Linked DNA regions of Zea mays: region 1 is linked to region 2. The links are chromatin contacts, called in public Hi-C maps. All regions are on one chromosome and are shown on one strand. Each heading gives the region's core, a stretch centred on a gene start, on an enhancer-like site or on the middle of the called end of the contact. The rest is flanking DNA. Distances are from core to core; before and after follow the strand shown.

Region 1 (6,717 bases), core at 2,206-4,705, 410 kb after region 2:
CGGTGAGGGCGGAGGCGGACGAGGTGAAGAGGGAGGTGGCGAAGGCGCACGAGGAGGAGGAGGCGGTGCCTGAGGAGAAAGACGTGGCGGTTGTAGGGGAAGAGGCGGAGGCGGAGGCGGAGACGGAGACTGAAGGCGAGGCGGAGGCAGAGGTCGAGGTCGAGGCCGAGGTCGAGGTGGAGGCGGAGGCCGGTGCATCGTCTGCGAAGAAGAACCGTATCCAGGTGTCCACCAACAAGAAGCCGCTCTATTTCTACGTCAATCTCGCCAAGGTTTGTACTCCACTGTGCCTCCACTTTTCGCAACACAGCTGTTTCATGATCGCTATGTGAGTGTTGTTGGGTGCAGAGGTACATGCAGAACTACGACGAGGTTGAGCTCTCCGCTCTGGGGATGGGTAATCTCCTACTCATCAATCACATACCCATACTATTCTTGCCCGGCCAGCTAGTTGATGAACGCTATGTGGTGAATGGTTGCAGCCATTGGTACCGTGGTGACCGTCGCTGAGATCCTCAAGAACAATGGCCTCGCCACTGAAAAGAGTAAATAATTACCATGCACCTGAATCTTGAAGCTTTAGTTTAGTTTTTTCCATATATATCCCACAATAATGCCTCTATTATCTATATTTATATCCTGTGTAGAGATCCTCACATCAACCATCGGCACCAAGGATGAGGCGAAGGGCCGGCTTGTCCGTAAAGCCAAGGTGAGCTACGATCCTTCTGCAGGATTCAAGATCCAAATGTCGTCGTCGTACGTTTCATCAATTCGATCGCATGTCCGAGTGTGTGTTTAATTTCCAGATCGAGATCCTGCTGTGCAAATCAGAGAACTTCAACAGCATCATGTCGAGCAAGAAGTCCGAGCGCCCGAAGCCGCCCGCCGAGGAAGAGATCAAGGTGTGATCTATCCGACCAACGAACTTCTCCATCGGCCAGCGCAGCATGCATGCAGAGGGCCTTCTTCCCTAGCTAGCTAGCTAGCTAAGCTCCCCTGTTCCATTTCCAGAGGCTGGCAGCTCACCACACAGCTCAGCTCGGATTATTGATAATGGGGCATCGCGGCAGTCTGATTAAGTACTAGTAAATCATTCATGTCATGCATGGCACATTAATTACCTTATTATTAGTCCTTGCTGAGATGGATCAGATCTTGTGAGTTAAGTAAAGCATGCAAGATATGTCGACAGACACTACATGAGATGACACGGTTCTACAACTCTACCGGAGTCTCTAGTTTGTTCTGCTTCTGCATGCCTTTGGCGTAATGTAAACGAACGCTAAGGTTTCTGTAATTTTGCTGCTGTCGCGCTGGCAGTTTGGTTCCAGATGAACCGTTACTGATCTCGCACACCACACTAATCTGTGTGAGAAAGAAATATTGTTATTTGTAAAAAAAAAAAAGGCTATCGTTAGGACTAGGGATGGATATATCGAGGCTCGGCTTGGTCGAGCTCGAGCTGACTCAGTTCCGCTCATTAAGGAACTAAGCCAGAGAATTATCTCGGTTCGACTCGTTTGCAAGCTCGATCGAACTCTTTTAGCTCGCAAGAAAAGGCAATATATAAATATATATACAACAACATAATCAAGTATTCATCATTTCTAGGCTAATTTAACACTAGGATATAAAAATAATACTCACAATTTCATGCATCATATCAATTCAACATCAAATTAACATAGTTCATCACTTATTAGTTCATTCAACACAAGTGCATGCTTTGTTTTACTGATAAATGGTAGCTCATTCGAGCTAACGAGCGAACTTGAGCTCAGTTCGAGGTGGCTGAACACGAGTCGAGCGAGCTTACAAGCCACAAGTATTTTGTCCAATCCTAGTTAGGACTAGTTAAACGTATCTAATTGTGACAAAGTTTTAGCAAAAATGTGCTAACACATACAAGTTTAAATAATGCACAGTAATTACATATTTCATAGGAGAAAAAACGAATACCCCGTTTGGATGTAGGTATTGGTACACAGAATTGGAAATTGGAATAAGCTTTCTTGAATTCTGTCGTTTGGTTGCACATGTAATTGAGATTTGGAATCAGAGAGTCAATTACGTGGAATTAGAATATAACTAGATTCTCTCTCTCTCTCCAAATTCAGAGGATCACTCCTTTGTATTGCGTGGAATTAGACCATCTAATTCTAAACTCCAATACAGTGACATCCAAACAACAGAATTGGAATTGCATCTTATTTCAATACCATAGCTGATTTGGAATTAAAATCAATTCAATTCCATGCCCTCCAATACCGACATCCAAACAAAGCATAAATTGATTTTGTAGATGTTTGTGCACATTGTTTTTTTAATTTTTATAAATGAGCACGAGGCCGAAAACGGTAGGGTGACCTATAGATGGTCAAATGAGCATCACGACACTAACACTATTAGGTCTTGTTTGGGATAGCTCCAGCTCCAAAAAATGGAGTTGATGGAGCATGTCATTAGGTGCTTCAGAAAAATCATGAAGATAGCGCTATAAGCCTTTATAATACATTTAGATAAGTCATTTTGTTTATTATTTAGATTAAAAATATTTTTAAAACTATTTAAATTAATATTATAAACTACAACTCCACACTGGAGCTGGAACCTGGAGCCATCCCAAACACCCCTTAGTAATTGCGTCGTGTCGGCACTAATACCTAGCCATCGGCCCAGGCACGTGGAACCTGGAGCCATCCCAAACAACCCCTTAGTAATTGCGTCATGTCGGCACTAATACCTAGCCATCGCCCCAGGCACGTGGAACCTGGAGCCATCCTAAACAACCCCTTATTAGTAATTGCGTCGTGTCGACACTAATACCTAGCCATCGGTCCAGGCACGACACCATAATGCCTAATTGTGACATGCTGACACTATACGACACTACCATCAAATAGTGCTTATGTGACCCAAACACTTTCATTTTAAGAGCTGATATATATATATATATATATATATATATATATATATATATATATATATATATATATATATATATATATATATATATATTAAACTTGAACATTCATACCATTATAAAGTGGATTTATTAGATTTAAAATACTAACAAATCACAAATCATAATCACATGCACACAACACAATCACATGCACGTCATTGGACCGTGTCATACCGGCATGAACATTATATATAAATCATGCTTGTGTCATGCCGAAGCACTACGAATCATGTTGTGCTTAGTGCCGACCCATTTAGCATGCTCCACTTAGCCATCTATAAAGTGACCTATCACAGAGGTGGAGACAAAGATATTTGGTGTTGAGACACCGCAAAGGCGAAGGTGGGCAAACACAAATCTTCCCTTCCTCTTCTCTCCTCAACAGACACCTCCCCCTCTTCTCCTATACCGGTAGCCCCCCTCCCCTTCACCCCATCCCTAAACCTCCAATGTGTTAGAGAGAAGACGCATTCGTCCGAACGTGGATCGATCGCATGCCGCCGAGGAGGCCTGCTAGCCTAGGTCTCCAAGTGCGGCCGCCTGGGGCCAACGCCCAAGTGTGGAGGTCCGTGATGAGGAGTCACGGTCGCCGAGATCTGGATTGGGAGTGTGAGGGTGTGATGTAGAATATAGCAATATGAGTGACTCTTAACTATTTGACATCCTTATGAAAATCTCTTAATCATGTGTAACTGATTCATGAATCACTAACATAACATTTTATATGACACTCACCGTGCAAACCACGAAGGTCTTTTGACCAAACTTAGAGTGAACTGTATTCGCATTTAAGACTCCAAATTTATTATAAAAAATTATTTTATACTTAGTCTAATGATAATTATTTTATGTCATAAACATCAATTTTTTTATCTATAATTAGTTAAATTTAAATAGTAAAACATGGTATCGTGTTTAAATTATACTCTTTCTATAACAGAGGAAGTATCAAGGTTGTCAAAAGTCAAAACCATTCTATACTATAATGTAGGCCCTGATTGTAACAAGTCTTGGCAGCTTTGTCCCTAGCTGGTGTTCTATCTCTCCACAGGGGATAGTTCTATTTCTAAATAAGGGTAGAAATGTATTCTACTCCATTCTAAATTCTAAATTGTTCTTATTTTCTAGATGCATATATATATATATATATAATAAAAACTATGTATAATAGAAGACTTGCAAACGGCCCTTCTGGTATAACGGGTAGGTTAGTTTCAAAAGGTTCTGTTTGACAGGTCTCAAAACTCTACTATCTGATCGGGTTATCCTCGTACGTTTCTCAACAGCACGAAGAATTATACCAAACCCATTATACAATCTCTGCCATTGTTCCCACAGCTGCAAGAGACGCAAATTCAGCAATCAGTATCGGCTACAATCCTGTATACATGCCCCCCACCCCTACCAAAATATTTTTTCTTATGTGCTAGCTTTGCTCTACAAACTAAGCAAACACCTACCCTGTCAGGGGCCGTCATACTCGACACGACGAAGAAAAACCAAACACATGCTTGGTTGCTTGGAACAATGAAGGTTGGAAGCAGCATTGGTGGCCTGGTGGGCTTGCGCCTTGCAGGCCTTAGCACAGGCAAATACTATACCAGATTTTTCTGTTTGAAGCGTCGTATCACCTTGGGCATGCTGCTGTCGACGCCTTTGACAATGGATTGAACTTTGATGAAGGTTTCTCAATTATAAATTTTTACGGGCTTCTCATAGGTGTGCCGATTCTGCAATCAATATTGAAAAAAACAATATTAAAAAAATCAAGAGACGGACTCTTCACGAAAATTCTGTCTCTACACGACTCTACACATAGTCTTTTAACTACATTTATGATGTAGAGGCTCTATGTTGTATCATACAGTTTTTTAGTTATCTTTTATACTTGGAAAACCAAACCAAGGCCTCTCGGGTTGTAGTCACAAGAAATAGGTACGGTGATAGCGACCCTCGACCCGAGAACATCATCCCCGACTTGAATACGCGGAGTCATTTTTGTTTTTACCATGTAAAAATCTCTCACAGGTAGCATATCACGTTTCTCAGCCCTATCGATCCGGGAACTTTGTGACTATGGGTTGTACATGCCCTAAGGGGGTAAGTGGAAAAATACCGAAAGAGTTTGTCTCTTCACGACTTCCTATACATATTCACTCTTAACTGTATTTATGATCTCGGGGCTCAAGGTTATATCATACAGTTTCTTAGCTATCTTTTATACTTGGAAAACCGATCCAAGGGCTCAGAGTTGTACATGCCCTTCTAATTTCTAAACACCCAACGACAAGTATATAAGCGGGCAAAAAGATATAAGAAATCACAGTCCCGTAAGCGCTGGCCATACGAGAGTAAAGCTAGAAGGACACAAACAAAACCATGAATAAGTTCATGGACACATCAAACATCTACTTCACTCATTTCACAACAGAATAGCATTGCATACCTGATTGGATGTGTAAGACCGTTTCGATGTTGTATCAGTGTGCTCCAAGCCAAGGTATTGTTCCCAAGCACCATATACATCTCTCCGCTGTATAATAAAAAGCAAAGCATCATGTATGAACAAAGTGAACAAGAGAAGGTATGCATTTAAGCATTCTGAAGAAATCACTTGCCTGAAAACGTGCTGATACAACGTCAGTGTCCTGGAGGTACTCTGGCCGGTTCATGGATATGAATGCAAGCTTCCACTGATCAAATAAGCATTATCAGTGTGAGGGAAGGGAGCTCTGGGTAAATTCATTATATAATAAATAGTAATAATATAATATATTACCTTGGAGAACTCATCATCAGGAACTCTAAGTTTTCTCTGGATGCGCTCCATTACCTCTGCAGCAGTCTCACCTTCCCGAATAACCATCAAAAAAGGATCTCCAAAATTTTGAATTTGTTGATTCTGGTTAGGGTCTTTCATGAAATGGTAAACATGAATCAATCGATCATGTGGGCCAAGATTCTTCTCTTCCTCTGGGATCTGTTCCAAAATTGACAGATGCAGTGTTATGCAAGACAACTTTACATAAGTATCACAGATGAATCTTCGTAAATATAATTGTATTTTTTTTAGAATAGATCGAAGGGTCAACATCAAGAAAATGAAACAATACAAACCTCCTCAGCTCGTAATGTCCAGTACTGATCATTTATGTTCTCTATCTTCTCATGAGGTGGAAAGATCTGCAGAAAATAATTATATCATCCTAACAATGTCAAATTTAAGGGAAAATATAACACTAATTTTAGAAGTTCAGAAATTCTAGAATATTGCATTAGAAAAAGCCAGGACCTTTCATGCAGGAAATACTTCAGATAAACCATGCACGAACCTTATAAATCTTGTGGTAAAATACTTCAAGCAAGCGGAGCTCAGCGTCAGGATTAGATAGTTCAACCTGTTGAGCATTAAAATGAGAATTATAGACATGCTTCAACCTAAATAAAAAAGGATACTGCAGTAAATAGGTATGGTCATTATGCAGCAAACTAGCAGACACATCATATTCAAATTCAATTAAAATTGAGGAGAAACTAAGTAACTGAGTAAACTGAGACAATTTGTGATCACCTTGGTTTTCAAATCAGTAATCACATCACTGATGGTGCTATTTCTTGGAAGTCTTATGCTATGAACGACAACCTGACAAATCATGTGCCTCAGTGACATAGCTTAGGAATAAAATATGAACATAAGAACTAGTGATAAACATGACATGGACCTCGTCTTTTGTTGCATGGTGGAATGC
Region 2 (6,938 bases), core at 1,010-3,509:
GGTTGTGAAAAGGAAACATGTACATGTGAAAGAATGATACCATCAAGAAGCAGCCTCAGGAGGGGTTGCAATCGTCCATTTTCAGCCATCTGTCTAACATTTTTTTCACAGCTCTCTAAATTTTCCAATGTCTTCTCAGCTCTGTCAACAATGAGCAAGTTTTCTACTTTACTGCTTGACAAACCAACAAGTATAAGAATAGCTCCAGAAACACTGCCAATTCTTTCTGAAAGAGCCTTATTTTCTGAAAGTTCAAACAACAGTGACACCGCTTGCTCCTTTTCCTGAGTCTGCCCATGATTTAAGAACTTTACAATTGTGCGAATATTGTCTCCAGCGGCAATCTCAACCTTCAGGTAATGTTTCAAGATAACATAAAGTCAAGATCTGAAGCATCAAAAGATATTACAAAGTTAAAATCTGCTAACAAATCAAGCAGCAAAAGAAAAGAACCTTATTTTCATTGTCATCTTTTGCAATGGAGCAAAGAGTCCCTAGTGCCGCTTGGCGTACTTTCGTACTGCTATTCTTCAACAAGTCAGCAATCATGATTATCAACCCATCTCTTCTCACAACCTGCCTGTTAGATCGACTTCTCTGACATATCTCATCAACATACTGGAGTGCTTGTAGGATATCACTTTCTGTGCTGTCAGAAGTCAATGACTTACGAGCGACGTCAAGTTTGGCCGCCTCGTTGCGATTCATCCATTCATCAATAGTGTTCCTCAGAGCTATGCTTGGATTTAACTCAGTGTTGCTGAGCTCCATCTTAGTTACAGGGCAGACAAGCCTCCTTCCACTGCTAAGACATTCATTGAAATAATTCAAAATGGCATTGCGTTCAAACGTAACACCACTGTCAATAGAAACAGGATCCCGCATAACCTGTTTGGTAAGCGGGCATAGGAACGACTCATATATAGGTTCAACACGCAAGCTATCAGTGGCCTGTGACATTGAATCATAATGACCATCCTGGACTTCTGCCATCACTAGTGAAACACTGCAAACAAGTTAAAAGGTGCTACGTTAACATAGGTGGCATGTTGATATATGATTGCAAGACACACGGACTTGAAGCAACAGTTGCAGTTGCTTCGAATTCAAAGAGCAAAACAGAGATTCATGTCCATATCCACAATGAACAAAAGGAAATTGAATGAACCAAGTGGTACTATGATCCATAAAATGAATAACACCAAAAAAAAATACATTGGCTGTGGCTATAGCAGGACTTTAACTTATGGCTCCATAGCAGGACCTAGGGTACGCCAAACCAGTGCTCCAATAGATAAATGGATATAATCCAAAGAACAATCCAGCATGCATACAAGTATAAGACAGCTAAAAATGCAGTAATGTATTTAGAAGAACCCGTAACATATTGAACGCGAAAAAATAAAATTCAAAACTTGCAATGTCTGTGTTCCTCTTCATACCCAAATAATTCTACAAAGAAAATATGAAATAAATCAACAATTAGCAAATGAATCATCAATTACAACAGGAAAAAATTGCATAACTCCTAGCCCAACCCGTGCTGTCCAGTAGAGCACAATAGCAACCAGCAAGCTAGGGTTTGCACGTTGCACCTTGCCACCATACCTTGGGCTGTTGGGCAGACCCGGTGTTGGATCGGCGGGCGTCGAGAACGGCGGCGAGACGGAGGAGGCGCGGACGCCGAGGGCTCGAGACAGGACCAGAGGAGGGGATTCGCCGCTTGAATTCAGTTCGCCGGCGCGAATTCACCACCAGCAGCCGGTCCCGGTCGCCGCACGCCGCTTCTGGGACTGGGAGGGTCGCGAGTCGCGCCGCGGTCACGGCCGGGGCCGCCCTTCCGCTCCGTCGGCGGGTCGAGTGGCCCACGGGGAACGGGGGAAACTGAAAAGCGCTACCCGAGCATGAGGGGCGGTCAGGTCAGGCAGCGGATCTGTGGCGACGGATCCCGCCCGCGGGGGGCCGAGCGTCGAGATGGCGCCGGGAGGGGGAGGGAGAGAGGAAGGCAGAGGAAGGAATGATTGGCGGCGTTGCGCTCGACTGCTCGTCCGCTGCCGCTACTGCGACGAGGAGCTAGCAAGTAAGCAAGAGAAGGCAACCCGCGGACCGGACGCGGCTCCCCTGGACTCGGACTGCAGTCTGCAGAGGCAGGCGTCGTAGAATGACTCCGGAATCCAGAGACAGCGTGGATTAATGATGGGGGCATGATTGGTTCATGAATCGGCTTGTTTTCCGGATACCTTGTGGGCCGGAAAGGGCTGTTGATGGGCCGGAAAAAATACACCACGGCATCACCGTCCTCTGTCGATGACAATTTAATCCGTGGATTTAATATCCGTCGGATATTCGATTCGACGGATCCGGATATGGATATGTTTTTTGACCCACGGATTAGACCTGTATCCAATCTGAGATAAACTGGGCATAAATTTGGATATTAAATCTCACCCGCAGGTTACCAGTTGGATAACCGAAATTAACCAATACTTTAATTTTTTTGCCCAGACAAGTAGACAGCCCAGCCGGGAGCCGGCCCAGCCCACACATGGACACACCGACATCACTGCATCAGCAAACCCTAATCCCTAACACTAGCAATTTATCTATTTTGTTGTTTACCATGATGAATATGATTCTACTATTATTAACTAAAAAATTCAACCTTGGCTACTATAGTGGTGGTTCTGTGCTGAGATTTCATGGTATGTTTTCCATATATAATTTCTTTATGATAAAACATTATAACTAGAAAATAAAATGTTCTTTGATTTGCATGTCTCCTGCTATTACGCACTAGCATATTGTCGTAGTCACATGTACAAGGCTTAGACGCTCAGCTAGTATAGTAGTATTCTTGTATTCTTACATTTTGACTGATGATTAGGAAGAAATTTGATTAATTATGTTATTGAATTGTTGAAAATAGTTTTTTGTCATATTCGATGGATATCTGATGGATATCCGAAACCCGATGGGTATGGGCATGCATATGAATTTCTACCCACGGGTATAGTCGCGGGCGGATATTTACAGTATCTGATTCGAATCCGACCCGTTGCCATCCCTAGTCAATGACATGCCAAGGACGTCACAAGAACAACCACAAGGACGGCACGGTTTCAACTCAATTATGAGTCGTCCTCTATCATTGGTGATTTCAACTTCTGTCCCTCGTTAGAGGATATAAAGCCAGGTGAGAATGTGTCGTAGATGAATCTCTTCAACTCAATTATTAGCAGTCTTAGAATCATTGAAATCTCTCTAAAGGACAGAAGCTACACTTGGAGCAATATACAATCGAATCCCTTACTAGTTCAGCTTGATTGGTGTTTCACTTCTATCAACTGGACCTCCACTTACCCCAATACCTTGTTTACTCCCCTTGCCAAGACTATTTCTGATCACATCCCTTGTGTGATTAAGATTGGTACTTCCATTCTCAAAGCTAGTTTCTTTTGCTTCGAAAATTATTGGATTGATCTTCCTGGCTTCATGAATGTAGTCCATAGTGTTGGATAAATGTGGGCTTGGCTCAATTAATATTCAATAATAGTCAATGCTAATGACCCACTTTAAATGCTATGGTGTATTAATAATTTAGCATTGTATTGGAAGTTTAAGGGACAAATCAATCGACTTAAATAGGTGGACTGTTGATGCATCTATTGAGAAGTTGAGAAAATGATGAAGGACTGTCATGCGCGCGACGCCGTTGCACTTGTTTTATTGTTGTTTACTGCTTATACGAGTAGTTATGAAACATGCATATATATATATCATCACATATATGCCATTGTTTTCTGGGTTAAATTAAAACTAAAAATGCCTACATTTCTAATAATCCAAAAAATTGATATTAGTCATTTTTCTGTTAGTAGTTTTGTTGCTACATTAAAACCAAGTGAATCATTTGATGGGAGGTTTTACAAGAGATGGTGTAGTAAGATGATATTGTGATTGACTGCAATGAACTGCTTTCACACTGCACAGGGAAAACCCGAATAGTTCACTCCTGAAGAGGAGAAAATGTTCGACATTGTCGATAACATGTTTCGAAGCGTCGTTATTGATGCTCTTGACAACAAGTATGTTGATTCTTATCTAACGTGCACATCTGCAAAAGAATTATGGGATGCATTACATGAGAAATTTGGTGTTTCTAATGTCGGTAGCGAGATGTACATCATGGAGCAGCCGTTTGACTATAAGATGGTGGAAAATCGTCCTGTAGTTGAACAGGCTCATGAAATAAAAGCATCGGCCAAGGAACTCGAACAATTCTCATGTGTCTTGCCTAACAAGTTCGTGGCTGACGGTATTATCGCTAAGTTGTCGTCTTTTTGGATGGACTTTGCTACAACTCTAAAACACAAGAGACAAGAGTTTAGTGTGGCTGGACTTTTTGGTTCTCTTGATGTTGAGGAGAGGGCGAGAGCAAAATACACTCGTGAAAAAGGAATTAAGACTTCTAGTGCCAATATAGTACAAAATAAAAATTACAATGCATCACGTAATAATAAAAAGAAGAATAAGCAACAGAATGCCACGAAGCCCAAGCAGGAAGCCACGTTCAAAAAGAAGAACAAAGGAGCTAGTTGCTTTGTTCGTGGGAGTACTAATCATTGAACAAGTGTTTGTCCATATCGCAAATTTAAGCAAGAGAAAAAACCAGCTCAAGAGAAGAAAACAGTAAACATGGTTATTAGCGAGACTAGAGAAGGAACATCGATTTAAGGTAATCTTTTATCTACTGTTCTTTCAGTGTGTCAATCCCCTGAGTGGTGGGCTGATATTGGCGCTAATATTCATGTGTGTGCAGATATTTCTTTGTTTTCTTCTTATCAGTGCAAAGGGACTGGAGCTTTGATGATGGGGAACTGATCGCATGCGCGTGTTCTTGGTGTTGGTACAGTCATTCTGAAGTTTACTTCGGGAAAGACGGTGCTATTGAAGAACGTGCAGCATGTCCCCTCCTTCAAAAAAATCTAGTTAGTGGCTCACAATTATGTAGAGATGTCTACAAATTTGTTTTGAGTCTAATAAATGTATATTGTCTAAGTATGGGACATTTGTCGAAAAAGGCTATGACAGTGAAAGCTTGTTCCATTTATCTTTGCATGATACATGTAATAAGTATGTGAACAATATTGTTTCGAATGAGTCAAATGTTTGACATTCACGACTTTGTTATATCAATTTTGGTTGTGTCTCGCGGTTAGCAAATTTAAACTTAATCTCATAATTTGATTTAGTCAAAGGTTCTGAGTGCCAGGTGTATGTGCAATCTAAGCAACCTCCCAAGCCTCATAAGGCTGTAGAGGCGAGGAATTTTGCACCACTAGACTTAATACATTCTGATTTATGTGAGATGAATGGAATATTGACAAGAGGAGGCAAGTGATACTTTATTACTTTTATCAATGATTCTACTAGATTTTGTTATGTGTATTTTTAAAATAAAAAGATGAAGCCTTGCATTATTTTAAGACCTACAAAGCTGAAGCTAAAAATCAACTCGAGATGAAAATTAAACGGTTAAGGTCTGATCACGGTGGAGAATATTTTTTGAGTGAATTTTCTAATTTTTGTGTGGAACATGGTATTATTCATGAGAGGACACCACCATACTCACCACAATCCAATGGGGCTGCTGAAAAAAGAACCGTACTCTAACTGATTTGGTAATACCATGTTAGAGACTTCGGGGATATATAAGGAATGGTGGGATGAGACGATCTTGATTGTGTATTATGTCATGAATAAAGTTCCCACAAAGAACAAAGAAATCACACCATTCAAGGAATGGGAAAAGAAGAAATTAAATATCTCCTATTTACGCACCTGGTGTTGTTTGGCTAAAGTGAGTGTGACAATTAACAAGAAGAGCAAATTAGGACCGAAAACTGTTGATTGTGTTTTCCTTGGGTATGCTTTCCACAACATTGGATATATGTTTTTAATTATAAACTCTAGAGTATCGGTTGGTTGGTACAATTATGGAGCCAGAGATGCTACGTTTTTAGGATGGATTTCGTATGAAAATTACACATGATATGTAACCAACGATACCCCATGAGCATTTGATTCCGATAGAACACACTGAGGAATCCCATATACATAATCATGTGGAAGATGACAATGTATCAACTCAAAAGAGTAAGAGACCAAGGACTGCAAAGTCCTTTGGTGATGATTACATTGTATATCTTGTGGATGACACACCAAGTACCATTAAAGAGGCATATTCATTTCCTGATGCTGGCTTTTGGAAGGAAGCAATAAGGAGTGAGATGGATTCTATTGTGTCTAATGCAACTTGGAAGGTCGTTTAGCATCCTTATGGGTGTAAGCCCATTGGGAGTAAATGAGTGTTCAAGAAAAAGCTTAGGCCTGATGGTACTGATGAAAGGTACAAGGCGAGGCTTGTAATTGAAGGCTATTCACAGAAGGAAGGCGAAGATTTCTTTACCTGTGGCTCGATTGACCACAATTCGTGTGCTAGTTTCTTTGGATGTCTCTCATGGTCTTCTCGTCCATTGAATGGATGTTAAGACAACATTCCTAAATCGAGAACAAGATGAGGAAATTTACATGGAGCAGCTAGTTGGGTTTGTAGCAAATGGTCAAGAAGGCATGGTATGTAAATTATTGAAATCTTTATATGACATAAACAAGCACCTAAGCAATGACATGAAAAGTTCGAAAGAACTTTGATATCTGTCGGCTTTGTTGTGAATGAAGCAGACAAATGTGTATACTATCGGTATGGTGGGGGCGAGGGAGTAATTTTATGCCTATATGTTGATGACATTCTAAGCTTGGGACAAGTCTTGATGTGATTAAAGAGACAAGAGACTTTATGTCTAATAATTTTAAAATGAAAGATATGGGAGAAGCTGATGTTATTCTTAACATTAAGCTACTGAGATAAGGCAATG

The links. Hi-C and Micro-C count contacts between places; a contact is called where the count stands out from the background.
Region 1: a Hi-C map of ear shows a contact between it and region 2, with 1.9 times the contacts expected there. The contact joins the enhancer-like site here to the promoter of LOC103640871 in region 2. A contact is called at or near these places in 2 of 25 Hi-C or Micro-C datasets (ear and tassel).

Annotation. Positions count from the first base shown.
Region 1 is chr10:13,105,021-13,111,737 of Zm-B73-REFERENCE-NAM-5.0, forward strand. It overlaps LOC100383306 (ubiquitin carboxyl-terminal hydrolase 12), which reads right to left. Exons shown (of 31, transcript XM_020545177.2): 24 at 6,691-6,717; 25 at 6,540-6,611; 26 at 6,301-6,366; 27 at 6,086-6,151; 28 at 5,748-5,948; 29 at 5,587-5,661; 30 at 5,415-5,501; 31 at 4,137-4,698. The coding sequence ends at 4,657. It overlaps LOC103640873 (Alba DNA/RNA-binding protein), which reads left to right. Exons shown (of 5, transcript NM_001358374.1): 1 at 1-272; 2 at 349-397; 3 at 483-545; 4 at 648-712; 5 at 810-1,333. The coding sequence ends at 911. Among protein-coding and RNA genes, the nearest start is that of LOC103640873, 3.5 kb to the left of the region's middle. Within about 2 kb of position 3,456, at least 8 of the 20 cell types and tissues checked have an H3K27ac peak or open chromatin away from gene starts, as enhancers often do. A contact at or near this core is called in ear and tassel, where this site is marked.
Region 2 is chr10:12,696,022-12,702,959 of Zm-B73-REFERENCE-NAM-5.0, forward strand. It overlaps LOC103640871 (U-box domain-containing protein 43), which reads right to left and starts at 2,260. Exons shown (of 4, transcript XM_008664325.4): 1 at 1,609-2,260; 2 at 454-1,006; 3 at 41-350. The coding sequence starts at 993.